2 separate regions of the Mus musculus genome follow, and region 2 is linked to region 1. A link is a contact called in public promoter capture Hi-C data. All regions are on one chromosome and are shown on one strand. The core of a region is the stretch at or near the end of the contact, and the rest is flanking DNA. Distances in the headings are between cores, read along the strand shown.

Region 1 (7,307 bases), core at 1,209-3,708:
ATGCATATGTGTGTGTTTGTGTGTGTGAGAGAGAGACAGAGACAGAAACAGAGACGAGAGAGAAAGAATAGTGTTAGATTAGCAAAAATCCTTAGTTCCATCTCATTAAAAGAACAAAACTGGGTTTATAAATATGCATTCAGTTCTCTGTTGTGGCTGTATAGTACAATCACAGAATGTTTACAAGGAAAGTTCTTTAAACCCACCCAGAAATATCCAAATTCTCAGACTATTCTATTCCAGTAACAAATCCATGAATTCCAGGTTTACTAACTTGTAGGTTAGACAGTATAAACTTGTCACCGTTACCCACAAATTGCTGATCTTCCAAAAAAGAACCACAAGGTTTGAAGAGGAGGAATTGTGGTCACGTATCACCTAGGCAAAAGCTGGACAGGAAGCTGGAGATGGCTCGGGGGTTAAGAGCATTTGCTGTTCTTGTAGAGGCCCTCAGTTCTGTTCTCAGCACCTACATGGGGGCTCACAACTACTCTGGCTTGAGATTCAAGGGATCCAATGGTGTCTTGTGACCTTCTGACCTTCAGAGGCTAGGCACACACATGGCGCATATACATGTACGTAGGCAAACCCTCATACAATAGCATTCAAAACAACAGTGGTCAATCTGCACAGGTGCCACATTCTCAGACGAGTCTAAACTCTAGAGCCCAGCTATTCCAGAATTGCTAGCACGACTGCCTTTCCAGGAGGGCTGCTGTGGAGGACCTGATACCTTGGGGAATGCTTTTTTCTCTAGAAAATGCTTTTCTCTCCCTTCTTAAGCAATGATCAACACCTGTGCCATGAGCGCCCTACAGAATTTCCCAGAATTTTTGGGAATATTCTTATACCCTTTCCCCTGAAGGTGTGTCCCTGGACAGGCACTACCTGGCAGTAGGTTAGAAATGCATTGCCTCAGGCTCCACCAACCACACTTCTGCATTTGAACAAAGTTCCCTGCAAATGATGTTTTGAGAAGCACTGACTGAAACCACCTCTCCTTTATAGGAGTAATCGGAGACTCAATTGGAGTCTGTTGAGTCAAGAAACATGGATCTGATCATTTCTTCTTTAAGACTACCTTGTTTGACTCCAACCAAGTTTCAAAGTTTAACTTCTCCCTCAAGGAGGAAAAAAAAAAGAGGTTTTTTTTTTTTCACCCTTCTCCAGGGGTGGACTTTGAGGCAATTGCTATTCAAACTGTCTCCCCAAATCAAGATATTTGCTGCTCACCCTCCAGAATAGCGTGGACTGCAGGGTAGCACCTGCCTAGACAGATGCCATTTCCATTCATTCCAAGAAGGCAGGGGTTAGCTCAAAGTTGGGATCTTAATTTTTTTTCCTCTACATGTATGTCTGTGTAAGGGTGTTAGTTCCCTGGAGCTGGAGCTCTAAACAGTTGTGAGCTACCATGTGGGTGCTGGGACTATCCGAGTCCTCTGGAAGAGCAACAGCTCTGGAAGAGCCCCCCCCCATTTATTCATTCATTCATTCATTTTGCATACCGATTGATGCCCTCCTCTTGGTTGCCCCCTCTCAGAGTCCCTCTCCCCACCCCCTTTTCCTATGAGAGTGGGGCTTCCCAGATATCCCCCCACCCCTAGTGCATCAAGTCTGCAGGGTTAGGCACATCCTGTCCCACGGAGGCCAGACAAGGAAGTTCTGTCCCCAAAGCAGCCAGTGTTCTTAACTGCTGAGCCATCTCTGCATGTCCTGAATTTTAAGCTTTATTCTTATGTCAGATGTATTTTTTTAACAGTGACTCAGTACATTTCTAGAAGCACCCCATTATCAGCCATAAAGAATGGTGAAATCTGTACATGCCAAGCCACAAAGAGACCCTTGAAAGAAAGAATAAGGAAGGAGCCAAGAAGATGCCAATTGCAAAATTGGGAAACAGCAGCATGGTCTTGTAGCTACAGCTGTGTGTGCTTATTACAGCTGCAGGGGGGAATGCCTTTTTTTCTGCTTCCACTTCTCCATCTTCTGTCTGCTCACAAGGCCAACTTGAAGTGCCAGTTTACCCACAAAATCTGTATGCCTCTTCTAGCTGGAATAGGAGATTTCAGAACTCAACCATATTCCACAGTCAGCTCAATTATGTACGAAGAGGGAAGGGGTTGTAGTGTTTCCTATAAACAAGTGTTTTTGTTTGTTTGTTTAACATGCTCCTTAGATTTGATGTATATCAAGCAGGCTATGCCATCATCATTCCAAGAAAACTGAGAAATTTAAAATAATTCGCATTACCCTTCAGAACGAGTATTGAGAAAATTAGAAGCTCCAATCCCTCTTTGATACATTGTCTCTCTGCTCGTTTTGGTTTCTTTACCCAGACACAGTGTCCTTGTTGGTAGATTAGCAGCTGCAGTCTCAGGTGGCGGTGATTTCAACTTGTTACAAGGGGTGGGTTGTATCCACTCCTTAGTATTTAAGAGCCTTTCCAGTGAAGTGGGTAGCACATCTTCTGGCTGAATTCTCCTATTGCTGAGATGGGACCTAAGAGAAGGAAGCCCATTCCGGAAGAGGCTTTAGCTTATATTCATCGAATTGCCTGTATGCAGATGAACCTCAGTGATGCTTATATGTTCTTGGTTAGTAGAGCTCTTGGGCTACTATGAGGGTAGACTTTGTTCTGATCTGGGTGATGACACATTTACTACCTTCATATCATTGGGTATCTAACATTCACATCTTCACATCTAACATTAGGTGAGAAGGTAGTTCAATGGCGAGGCTTTGGTGATTGAGAACTGTGACAGCAAACTACAAGCAACAAGAAGGGGAATCAGTTCTTCACTTGGGTTCCCAAACAATAGCCAATGGTAGCAGAATAAGCCCTTTTATAGCTAAATGCAATTTCATATTCACGGTCAACATGTATGATAAATCTGCTCTTAGCTTTTTAGTAAATTTGTGCTAGGCTTTTTTTTTTTTTCCTTTTTTGAGACAGGGTTTCTTTGTATAGCCTTGGCTGTCCTGGAACTCACTCTGTAGAACAGTGGGGGCTTTGAACTCAGAGATTCTCCTGACTCTGTCTCCCGAGTGCTGGGATTAAAGGCCTAGCCTTCTGGTAATGTTTGTCTGTTTTTAATGTATTTATTTTTTAATGTACAGTAACGTTTTGCCTGCATGTATGTCTGTATGAAGATGACCAATCCTCTGGAACTGTTAGATGGTTGTGAGATGCCTTGTGGGTGCTTGGAATTGAACCAGGGTCCTCTGGAAGAGAAGCCAGTGCTCTTAACCACTGAACCATTTCTCTAGCCCCCTGTGGTAGGCTTCTGTCATGGATCTATACAGTCAGTGGATGAAACTGATAATGTTAACAGGTCTGATCCATAGAAAATCCATACTGTAAAAAGATTAGAAACTTCTCTGAGTGGCTGCTCTTTGGGGCATCCTGAGTTCAAGAAGATAGAAACTTCTGGAATTCAAAGGACAAGCAAGACACTCGGAACATCCAAGACCTCTTCTAGATGACCACTGAGACAAGAAACTCTTTTCATGAGATTCCTACCTGAAATTTTAACTTCTGTTACCCTTCTCCCTTCCCCCAAATCCTCACCTCCGTCCTAGGCTTGCTTGTACAGCGATGACACGACAATGACTAGTTTTGGAGCATATTCGCAGGACAAGGCTTCAGTGAAATGGTTTTATGCCAAAAGAATCCTGGCATACATCACCGAAAGAGGTAATAAGGTCTGCATTCCGGAAATTCAGGTGACTGTAATTCTACTTTAACAATTTCTGCTGGGGCTTTTTTCTAAATCTAAAATATAGGTGCTTGCTATTTAAATGTCCTAGTTAGGTTATTCATGTTCTTAGTAACTGGACGTGAGTCAATAGCTTCAGGGATGAAACATGTCCATTAAATACCTGTCTGGCTTTTCTCAATCAGCCAACCACACAAATCTCTGCATCTGCAGCACCAGCATCATAGGTGAATGGTGAAATATTCAAGTTCATGACTCTCGCCTTGCCCAAGAAACCTGATTGTGAGTAGGGCCAAGAAGCTGTGCCTTAACAAACTCCTCAGATGGGCCTAATGCTCTGAAGAGCTTAGAAGCAGGGCTCTCGTGAGTCTTCCCAGAGCTATTACCCTCCTTTTTCAGTTCACAGAAACTTTAGGTAGACCCTCAGGTATTCATTATGTTTGTCTTGTCAGTGTCTTGAACTACACTGTTCTCACTAAGTGCTGGCACTCCAAAGAAACTGTCTGATCTTCAGTTAAGACTTGTATCCTAGCTCAACGCACACCTTTAAGTCCCAGCACTTAGAAGGCAGACACAGGAAGATTTCTCTGAGTCTGAGGCTAGCCTAGTCTATAAAGCAAGCTCCTGGATAGCCAGGGCTACCCAAAGACTGTTGCATCCATTCGTCTGTAATGATTTAGGTGCATTTTAAAAATAAATTTAGTACATATCTAATACATAACAAAATGAAACCAACATTATAGAATTTCAAAACCAGTGGAATAATTACTAACCTGTACCCTTGTTATGTAGCAATGGAATTTGTCAAGGGTCTTTTTAAGGTCCTGAGGCCCATATCAGTTAAACAAAATGACTGCAGGTGAACCAGGTATCTGTCTTTAAAACTCTCAGCTGACTCCACTACACTATGCAAAATTCAAAAGCCTTCTTATCTACAAACCTATTCTTCATTTTACATAGAAGTTACCTGAGAGAGTAAGTTGGCTGCCCGTTCATTTCCAACAGAGGCCTGAAATAGACACCCAGGGCTGCATCCAGTGTGCGATAGATATTCTAAACATGGAAAATGAATTAACCGAGATCCTGCACGACCTGCAAGATGTCGCCTTAACTGTTAAAGATAACACTGTAAGTAGCTAACTGGTTCTAATATCCTCTGGGATTCCTTCCTCATAGTTTGTGAGCCCTCTGGCTCAAGATGGACCTTCTCTCTCTAAGCCCATACATGTCAGGAAGTCAAAATGAAGAAAATGCTATAGCACAAACGTTCTCTATCTCAGTTAGACAATGCTTTCACCAAGGGGCTCTAAGGAGATTTGAAGAGTTGAGCCTTATGAAGAGCACTTGCATCTAAGTGTTTGAAAATGGTCTCTAGGCATCTAGTCAGTCTCCATAAATTGCAGGCAAACAGGACTGAAATTATGACCAGTAGAACATGGTTCCTTAAAGTGATCTACACCTTTGATATTCTCCACCACTCATTGCAAATAGGCACTTATGGGTTCCTAGAGATTTTAGATATCTTTGGTCTGTTCTCTGTAGGACTTTCAGTATGCATATGAATCGCCTGGTCTCTTGGCACATGTAGGTGTTGATTTAGTTGGTCTGATAGAGCTTGAAGATGCTTTCCTGCTATGGTCTGGGCATGGCTGTTTCATGATCTAAGATCTGGGTCAACCACCTCTCTATGCAGATATGGTCTTTAATGAGACTCCCTTTCTATTTTATTTATGTAGACAATAACATTTACAAAAGAGTTGATATATACACAGAGAAGGAATGAAGACCGTTTGGCATTGGAAATTGTTGAGCTGAGGAGGAAAGAAAAACTGGCTCAGGAGGAGGATGATAAAAATAAAAGGCGTTTGAAAGGCACTCGAAAGAAGCCAAGGAGATGACCAGGTGATAGCGAGTAGGACAAGCCTTTCTATTGCAAGCCCTAGATCAGCAAGTTAATGTCTTGTCATTTCCCTTGCCTGAAGAATGCTTTTCTTTTCATCTTTCTAGTTCTCATTGATGAAAAATAAATCTGTTGTGCACTATAATTATGCATAAAGAGGTCACTGTGTACAAGTGTCCTGAGGGTTATTTAGTATACTAAGCATTTCAAGAGGTATCTGCGACCCCTTTCTATGGTCCACAAACACACAGTGACAGTCAAGATTGGGTAAATTCTGAAGTTGGAAGAAGGAATGTGGAGGGTGGATATGATGAAAATATGTTCTATTTGAAATTCTCAAAGGATAAACATTAGGGCAAATTTAAGTACAAGAGATTGCAGCAGAATAAGTGGTAAGACTAAGTATGAATGTTCTGCCCTCATTTGGAAAGGGGGAGGTGTTCTTCATATTAAATGAAGTTTTAAAAGGAGTTTTTCATGCAGAAAGGGTGACCCTTACCTGAAGCGCATAAAGCAAATACTGCCAGGTACTTTTTCAAGGTAGCAGTAAATGTGGCTGGGAATACAGAAGTAATTAACTCACTACAGTCTAGTGCATGACTTCCTCTATTGTTCTGTACCGAGCCAGCCAGCAGCTGCTGCAATAATTTTCAGAAGCAAACAATAAAAGATGCTGTGGTGGTTTTAATATGGTTGGCCCAGGGAGTGGCACTATTAGGTGTGGCCTTGTTAGAGGAAGTGTGCCACTGTGAGGGTTGGCTTTAAGACTCCTTGCTGTGTCGGAGACAGTCTGCTCCTGGTTTCCTTTGGATGAAGATTTAGAACTCTCAGCTCCTCCTACACTATGCCTGCCTGGAAGCTGCCATGCTCCCATCTTGATAACAGGAACCTCTGAACCCATAATCCAACCCATTTTAAATGTTGTTCTTTAAGTGTTGCCTTGGTCATGGTGTGTTGCAGACCGTCCAGCAGCTCGCAAGAAACGGGGTATGGCTAAAGAGGCAGACTCAAGCTGAAAGAGAGGGAACTAGACGGATGAGAGAAAGAATGGAGCTAAGTCAAGACCTTCTGATCAAAGCTCAATTTTAATATCGGAGAACTCGCCTTATAAAGAAGGGGGGGGGGCATTCCCGCCAAATCATCCTTGGAGTCCAGCTGCAGGTGACCACGTGTAGTCTCCAGAACAGCTAGGCTGCAGGTAGCAGCAGCGGCAGTGGCAGAACAATAGGGTGATCCAGGGAGGCAGGCTCCACCCCAGGTGATCTCCTAGTGACCACAAGTCAAGCCTGGCTCAGCCTGCTTCAGGCTGTGGGGGGAGGTTACAATGGTGTCTCTTCATAACAATGGAAACCCTAAAACAGAAGTAAACTTAGGTCAGATTTCTTGGGATTGCTGTGGGTAGAATTATGATTGATCTATCTCTCAGGGCTGATGGGGATAGAGCAGGATAGAATTCTTGGGACTGAGGTGGGTAGTATAGACTAGACCTTCCAGCACTGATGTCCCTAGCTCCACCTGAGACCAAATGGGAACTCTTTATGATTGTGTCCCAGTTCTAAAGCTTACTACCCCAAGCTCATGAGCTTTTACTCCTCTATTGCTTCAGTTTAACCTATAAAATAAAGCTAATATGTCATAAAGCATAGATTAAATACAAGAGAAGTACTTAGAACGGCATTGTCTGGATTATA
Region 2 (7,307 bases), core at 1,814-4,313, 980 kb before region 1:
TTGAAAGAGGGCATACTGTCTTAATCTTTACACAGGAGTGTGGGGCTGACACATCTTGGGCACTTAAAAGACAAATTTAGTGTTGTGGCATCTGTAGTTTTCAAAACTTTGGGGGAACCTCTGTATTGATTAAGAATTTCATACACACATATAATGTGTTTTCACCAAGTCCAGTCCCCATTGCTTCCCTTCCAACCCTTTTCCTAATCCATAATGATGATTCCCTTTTGTGAGGCTCTCTCTAAAGCAAAAAAAAAAAAAAACAAAAAAAAAACAAACAAAAAAAAAAAACAAAAAAAACAAAACAAAAAAAAAACACAACAAAAACAAAACAAAAAAAAAACACTGAAACTAAAAACGAAATTTATATTAAATGATTTGGGACATAATAGGACGCGAATTAGTAACTCTAAAAGATCCACTGCAAACTTAGCAAATTCTATAAAAGCAATGTATTTTTTCCTATTTCCTACTTGGCATATGTCTACATATTAAAAATTCATAGTGTATCCTTTGAAAACCTTTCATATGGAAATATTTTTAATGTCATCGTACGTACAAGACAATGGAACTAAATAGCCCAGTCTTTCCACTGTTTCACTTGGTGTTATATATTATTTATAGAAAAGGCATGAAAACGAGCATCTTTACGTCCTGACACACACATAGAGAGCTCAAATTTCTGGTGTAGGTCTAATAAGTCTGAAAATTTCAATTTGACACAGTTTACATTGAATAGAAAAAAATGTAGAGTGCGTTATGGAACATATTACTACTATGACAGAATTGGTGTCAATTAGAAACAGTTCTGTGTCTTGCAGTGTTGTCGGCTGGTATCTGGAATACGTAACACATGTCATTTTCCAGCTGCACACTTCATAGCCTCTTTCACCTTCACCATCTACATACTTGAAATCTTGGAAGCCATGTGTGTATTCATGTCTCAACAGAACCTCTGGTCTTGTATCTTGGGTGTAAACCTGGATGAGTTGCGCAATGAACAAGGTGGAATTTAAGCAATAACTGAACTATCCTCCGAAGAGGAGCAGCTTAAAACAACATAAATATTTTCCCAAGAAGATCAAAGCCATTGGAGTCTCCATTCACCAGACCTCAGTGTGAGCCAAAGAACTCTAGAACCTACGAACTCCGGACATAGGATAGAGGAAGAGTCCTGTGGTCCCAATCCACTTAGCTTTAAAGAAGAAATTACGTTGACAGTCGTCTAAGAACACGTGACCATCCAGTCACTGCGCACACTGGAAAAGGCAGTACCAGTGAAGTGTCTTCAAACGTGAACTTCGGCAGGGCGGTGGTGGTGCACGCCTTTAATCCTAGCACTTGGGAGGCAGAGGCAGGCGGATTTCTGAGTTCAAGGCCAGCCTGGTCTACATGAGTCCAGGACAGCCAGGACTATACTGAGAAACCCTGTCTCGAAAAAAAACCCCAAAAACAACAAACAAACAAAAAACCCATGAACTTCGTCAGCTTTATGGAAAGAATGCTCCTGCCTCAGCCACTTACCAAATGTCTGGATGAAAACTGAATTTGAAATGAAGCGAAGTTGAGTGCATAAAATTAGTATCTCTGAGATGTTTCCAACTGAAATTTGAAAGTGCTTTCACAGATTTCATAACAAAATCCTAGAATCTAGGATTCAAGAACCTGCTATTGTATGTCAAGACTCTAGGGTACAGGAAATCTAAAAATCTAAGTATTGGAAAAGCAAACATTCAATACCAAGAACTTTCCATGCCGTGAGCCTAATACTTCTGCATATACCTAGGAGACCAGTTGTAAAGAAACATTAATACGTGGACTACTATAACATTTTCCTATCAGCTAATTGAGAGAAATAGTATTATTGAAAATCAGAATTTGCCTCATAATCTTATTGACGCCCAGACACTTTTATCCCCAGACAGACTCCTTGCCTGGACCCTCTGTGCCAACACTGAGGTGTAGGACCACTTTTTGTCACAGGGCAACAGGGGGAGGCAACTGCTAGTCAGCTAACATTGCGTTGGGGAGGCACATTATTCTCCAGGCCCTGTAGCTGCATGGAAGAATTTGCTTGTCCATCTGTATCTGATCCTAATTTTTTTCTTACTCTCATACTCCTAGTTTCAGATCCAGTTGACAGATTAAAATGCCTCAAAGGGGTAGCTGTGGGTCCGCGGGAAGGCTCCTTAACCGGCACTATGATTCCTTGGGGCCGACAGGTAGACGTTCAACCTCCTCACTTCTCCAGCCAGCCACAGACAGCTATCACCCTATTTTCATGTGATTTGCCCACATAACATTTTTAGTTACTAAATGTCCCACTGTTATCTTGAACTTCATACCTCTGGAGTTTGACTTCAGACAAACTATAACAATACACCTGGGGCGAATATGGCTCTGTGTGCTTTCTCTGTTAGCAGCTCCGCTGTATAAAGTCATTTTTATCATAACCAGATATTCGTTTTAAACTAATGTTAAGGGCCTTTGGCGTTCCAGAATACAGGAGTATCTGCGCAACAACCAAATATTTGTTTCAGCATTTTTCTAGTTTGAGTCATACCTGAATCAGATTTGGTTTTGTGATCAGGGACGGTTTTTTTGAAAAAGGATTCTGGGAGTGGCCCACAGGTGAAGGGTGAGCGCTAAAACACACCTGGGTTGGTGGCTCCTCATCTGAGCCAGCTGAAGCAGAAACAAGGTGCTGACAGCAGGACAGATGGGACCTACCCTTGCAGGCTGAAACTGTCTTTAGAAAGGCTGTGCTCAGGTTCCAGGCTGCAGGGCACGCGGGTGCTGCTTCTTGCCAGGTGTTTCCCCAGACTTTAATTGATTACCCTGTTTTAAAACAGCCCTAACTCGGGAAAGGGAAGCAAAGCATTTACAGTTGACTGTTGGCCAAGCCAAGTGGGCTGCGGGCTGGGCTGGTTTGGGCGGGAAGCCGGAGCCTAGCATCCCCAGGCTGCTCCTCCCGGATCTGCACGCTGTGGCCGACAGGGCGGTCGCGGCCACTGGCTCCTCCCGGGGGCGGGCAGCTCCGGGCGCGGGCGGGAGGAGGAGCCGCACGGGGAGCGCTCGTGCCGGCCGGGCTGGAGGAGCCGCGCCGGCGGCCCGGGCCGACTCTCGCTGCGCTCAGCGAGCCAGGGCTGCGGCCACCCTCGCTCCGGCCAGCGGCTCGTCGGGGCCCGCGGACGGCGCGGCCGAGCCGGTGGGGAGATGTCCGGCGGCCGCAGGAGGGGCAGCGCCCCCTGGCACAGCTTCTCTCGGTTCTTCGCTCCGCGGAACCCTTCTCGGGACAAGGAAGAGGAAGAGGAGGAGAAGCCGGGGACCGGCCAGCCGGCGGGAGTGAGCCGGAGTGCAGCCAGGTGGGAGCCGCGGGGGCGCCGTGCGCGCCTTCCTCCGCCGCTCGGGTTTCCTCCGGTCCCGCCCTGGGTGGCTTAGATCTGGGGAAGTTCTTGCTCCCGGCCGGTGGCTTTTCCCGCCGCCATCGGGGGCTCCCGGCTCTGTCCCCTCCACTCCGGGAGGCTCTGAAGCTGCCGAGGGAATCTCGCGCCCCTCCGCGTCGTGCTTTGCCATCTTAAGGTTTTCTCGAAGTGATTCCTAAAAGAGTTGCAATCAGAGCTTTCTGAGACGACATCCAGAATCTGAAGTCTTCGCCAGATTTGTTTACAGTTTAAATGTTGCCGCCCTTCCTCCTTTCTCTCTGTCTCTCTCACTGGGGACATCTGACGGAAGCGCTCCGATTTGGGGAACCAGGGCCGGAGCTGAGAGCTGGCTCAGTTTAATGATTAGTATGTGCACTCTTGCACTCTTTCCATAATCATTTTTCCTCTACTCCTGCTGCTTTAAAGATTGACATTTTAAAAATTCGTCTCATTAAAATGCCCGTTTTTAAATTTCCTTATCAACCCTAAAGGAGAGGTGGTTTCGCTTCTTTCTCCTTTTTTTTTTTTTTTTTTTTTGAGAAGTGAAGCCAACTTCACTTGCACCAGAAGAACCTGTAACCCATGTCCTTGGAAGGTTGCCCTCTAGAGAGCTATATTTACCTCAGACTAAAGACTTGCTGATGGACTTCAAAGAAAAATGGATCGGAAACAACTGACGCTTCTAGTTCCATTACTATTTAGGGTTTGTGATTTGTTGTTAGCCCTTCGTTCTCCTTGCTTTTCCTAATTGTGAATCATTTCCAGTGTAATCACCTGTTAGCATAATACGTCTTTCCAAGAAATGACCAATTATAATTGACTGGTTATTCTACTAGGAAGTTTCAGATACTTTTGGCCTGGTTGTTGATGCTTTTAACATTCGAAGTTTCCCCGTCCTTAATGGTAGTTCTGAAATCTGGGAGGTCTCACCTGTCGTGGCTCTAATGTGGCTCTAACGTTGTCCCTAACAGTCCCCTGTGATCTGAAAGCAGTAGACTCAGCGCCCTTTGGAAACTTGAGAGTGGTGGAATGGAGTAAGCAGGCCAGCTCCTATCAGCATTGTCCTGAAATCCTGCCTGTTCCCCTGGCCTATTTGCCCTTTTAAGGCAGGCACTCCTCCATTCTGAACTCTTTCTGCACCGGGCTGACTAATCCAGCAGCTAGATAGATCCTTTTCACCTACCCCTTTCTGTCTCTCCTCACCACTGATAGGCCCTGGCTATGGCTTTTCACGATGCGGTTTTAATTATGCTTACGCGAGCACTAATTTTGTTCTCATCTGTTTTAGAACTGGCCAGATGTTAAGGGGATTGCAGATAATCCCTCGTGTGTGTGTGTGTGTGTGTGTGTGTGTGTGTGTGTTTAGCTGTTTTATAGGAGCTTAAATCTTTCTTTTTCACAGATAGAAATAAACACAAAGCCCTTATTGAAAGCGCAAGGCAACAAATGGAACCACTCAGTAGGTCCCATCCTCCCAGTAATAGAACAATGTTGGTGGTGACAAGATTGGAAACAGACTTGGGATTTGTGCCCGTGATCCTGTTTCAAGCTGAAAGGACACACTTTGGTTGTTTCTTTTGTGGCAGTAAAACCTTTTAATGAGAGCCGGGTTGATCTTTTGCAGTCATGGTGTGACTTTGCTTGCAATAGTGGGTAGCCAAGAAAAGGTCTCCCACATAAAAAACAGTAATTACAACCTGGAACATGTCTAGTGGTCCAAAATTTAGGAATTGATTTGGCACAACTTTCCACAAGCTCGAATGATCACAATCTGTATTTTACTGTAAAAATAAAAACAAAAGCATTTTTAAAGAGAGCTGTTCAAAGTGACATTGCTACCTTTTACCTGTGCTGCAAACTGACCCTGACGTCCCTCGAGTGTGTGTGTGTGTGTGTATGTGTATGTATGTGTATGTATGTGTGTATGTGTGCATGTGTGTATGTATCAGTGTATGTGTGTGTATATATGTATGTGTGTATATGGGTGTATGTATGTACACTTATGTGTGTATATATGTGTGTATGTGTGTATATGTGTATATGTGTGTATATGTATGTGTGTGTGTGAATGTATGTGTGTGTATGTGTGTGTGTATGTATGTGTGTGTGAATGTATGTGTGTGTATATATGTGTGTGTGTGTGTGAATGCCTTGGGATGAAATGGATTTTCTCAGGCTTATGTTGCATAGGCTCCTTTCCTGCCTGAACTCATTGTGTTGGCTTACGAGTGCTTCATTACTGGGCTTACTCATGCCCAAATACAAAACAGGATACACACGGTCTTCAGAACAGAACCCCCTAGCAACTTCTTAAGAACAGAATTAAAATGAAACATACGTATTAACGAGACGAATGAGAGTCAAATTCACGGCATCGCCCCCCTCCACAGATGTGTGCTACCCATGAAAGCAAAAGGCAGGGGATGCTAGGATAAACACAGGGTCTGGAGAGGTTGCCAGGTCTCTACTCTAGTGTGCCCCACATTGATAGAGTTCTTGAATAGTCCCCTGTTTGAAGCACGAGACAACCTTTGTTATTGCTGTGTGCTGTGTGTTGCTGGGGCTTCACTTGGTGTGAGCACCTCATTTATTTACTGAGTTTGCTGCTGTTCTGGTCATACTACACCTTCAGTGGTCAAGGAGGACGAAGAGTTCCTTTGTTGAGTATTTAAACTAACGTGTTAGCCAACCAGTTCTCGGAAGTGCTTATGGTGGCTGCATTGATTTTTCAGAAACGAAAATTCTACATAACGCAACTGAAAGCTGTCACAGGGAACTTTCAGAACTCCCAGAAGTCAATGTGTCTCATTTTGGCAATCCTTACTATAGTGTTCAGGCCTGTGGTCATTAAAAGAGATAGAAGAGTCCAGAGGGGGTGACTTTAAGAGACCCTATGAGTTGTGGCCTGCAAGATTTTAAGGTCTACTAGGAGACCTTATGTGTATTGGTATGGCCCACAGAGAGAGGCATGCAGAAAATTAGGTTAGAATTAAGTAATGTGGTCTCTGGAGAAAATGTTTGGCTCTTCACTGGGAGTTTTGGAATGTTTTTTAAAAACGGGTCTGTTAAATGGATATTGTTGGAATGCAGAACTCCGTAGGTGAACGCCTACCTTCTTATTTTACCTGCTTTGGGAAAATGATTGCACAAGCTTGTGGCCTTGCTGGGTCACACATGGTGAACCTGTTTATGGGTTCCACGCAATACCTGTAAGCCAGAAGGGAGCTAACACAATACGGCCAGAACATTTCTCAAGGACTGGTTGTGCACCTATCCTGGGCAGAGAGCTTTTGCTTGAGTGTACCCACAGGGCAGCAGGGGTGCTACACTTCGAAGCCTCTTATGACTTTGAGGACACTGAGGCTGGGGCAGTTCTTAATGGCAGATTCTATTTGTATTTGGGGTGTAACAGTTCTTTAAACTGGACTCTCCTGTCCATTGCGGGATTTTTGATGTCCACGATTCCACCTACTAGTTGCCAGTAACATGTCTGGTCATTTGGATATCTCAGAATACCTTCAAGGCGGGCGGATGGGAAGGGCATGGGGCAATACTCCCAGTGGAGAAAGACCTGCGGTCAGAGAGGGAGGAAGAGTCAGGGGTAAGAATTGAACTTAGGTCTCTGACTGTTGCTCGGATTCATTAGACACCATTTTCCCCTCTACCCTTCAAACCCATACTTTTTCCAACATAAGCTAAAAGCTGGGCATGCTGGATCACTCCTGTTGTCCCGCCATTCCAGAAGCTGAGGCAGGAGGCCTGCTTCAAATTCAAGCCTGAATTCTGTAATGAGTTCCAGATCATTCTGGGCGGCAGGGTGGGAGACCCTGTCTCAAATGGAAGCAAAGAAACAAAATCCACATTTGAATAAAGAAGCTCTTT

The links. Capture Hi-C pulls out chosen DNA fragments and counts their contacts.
Region 2: a promoter capture Hi-C map of adipose tissue shows a contact between it and region 1. The contact joins the promoter of Crybg3 here to the promoter of Ftdc1 in region 1. A contact is called at or near these places in 3 of 39 promoter capture datasets (the 3T3-L1 cell line, hippocampal neurons and pre-B cells), 1 of 115 datasets of contacts at active chromatin or transcription factors (large pre-B cells) and 1 of 9 other capture datasets (adipose tissue).

Annotation. Positions count from the first base shown.
Region 1 is chr16:58,612,129-58,619,435 of GRCm38.p6, reverse strand. Ftdc1 (ferritin domain containing 1) reads left to right here and starts at 2,458. Exons shown (of 4, transcript NM_001033404.2): 1 at 2,458-2,594; 2 at 3,580-3,723; 3 at 4,722-4,844; 4 at 5,453-5,750. The coding sequence starts at 2,493. The coding sequence ends at 5,614.
Region 2 is chr16:59,596,803-59,604,109 of GRCm38.p6, reverse strand. Crybg3 (beta-gamma crystallin domain containing 3) reads left to right here and starts at 3,063. Exons shown (of 22, transcript NM_174848.4): 1 at 3,063-3,365. The coding sequence starts at 3,217.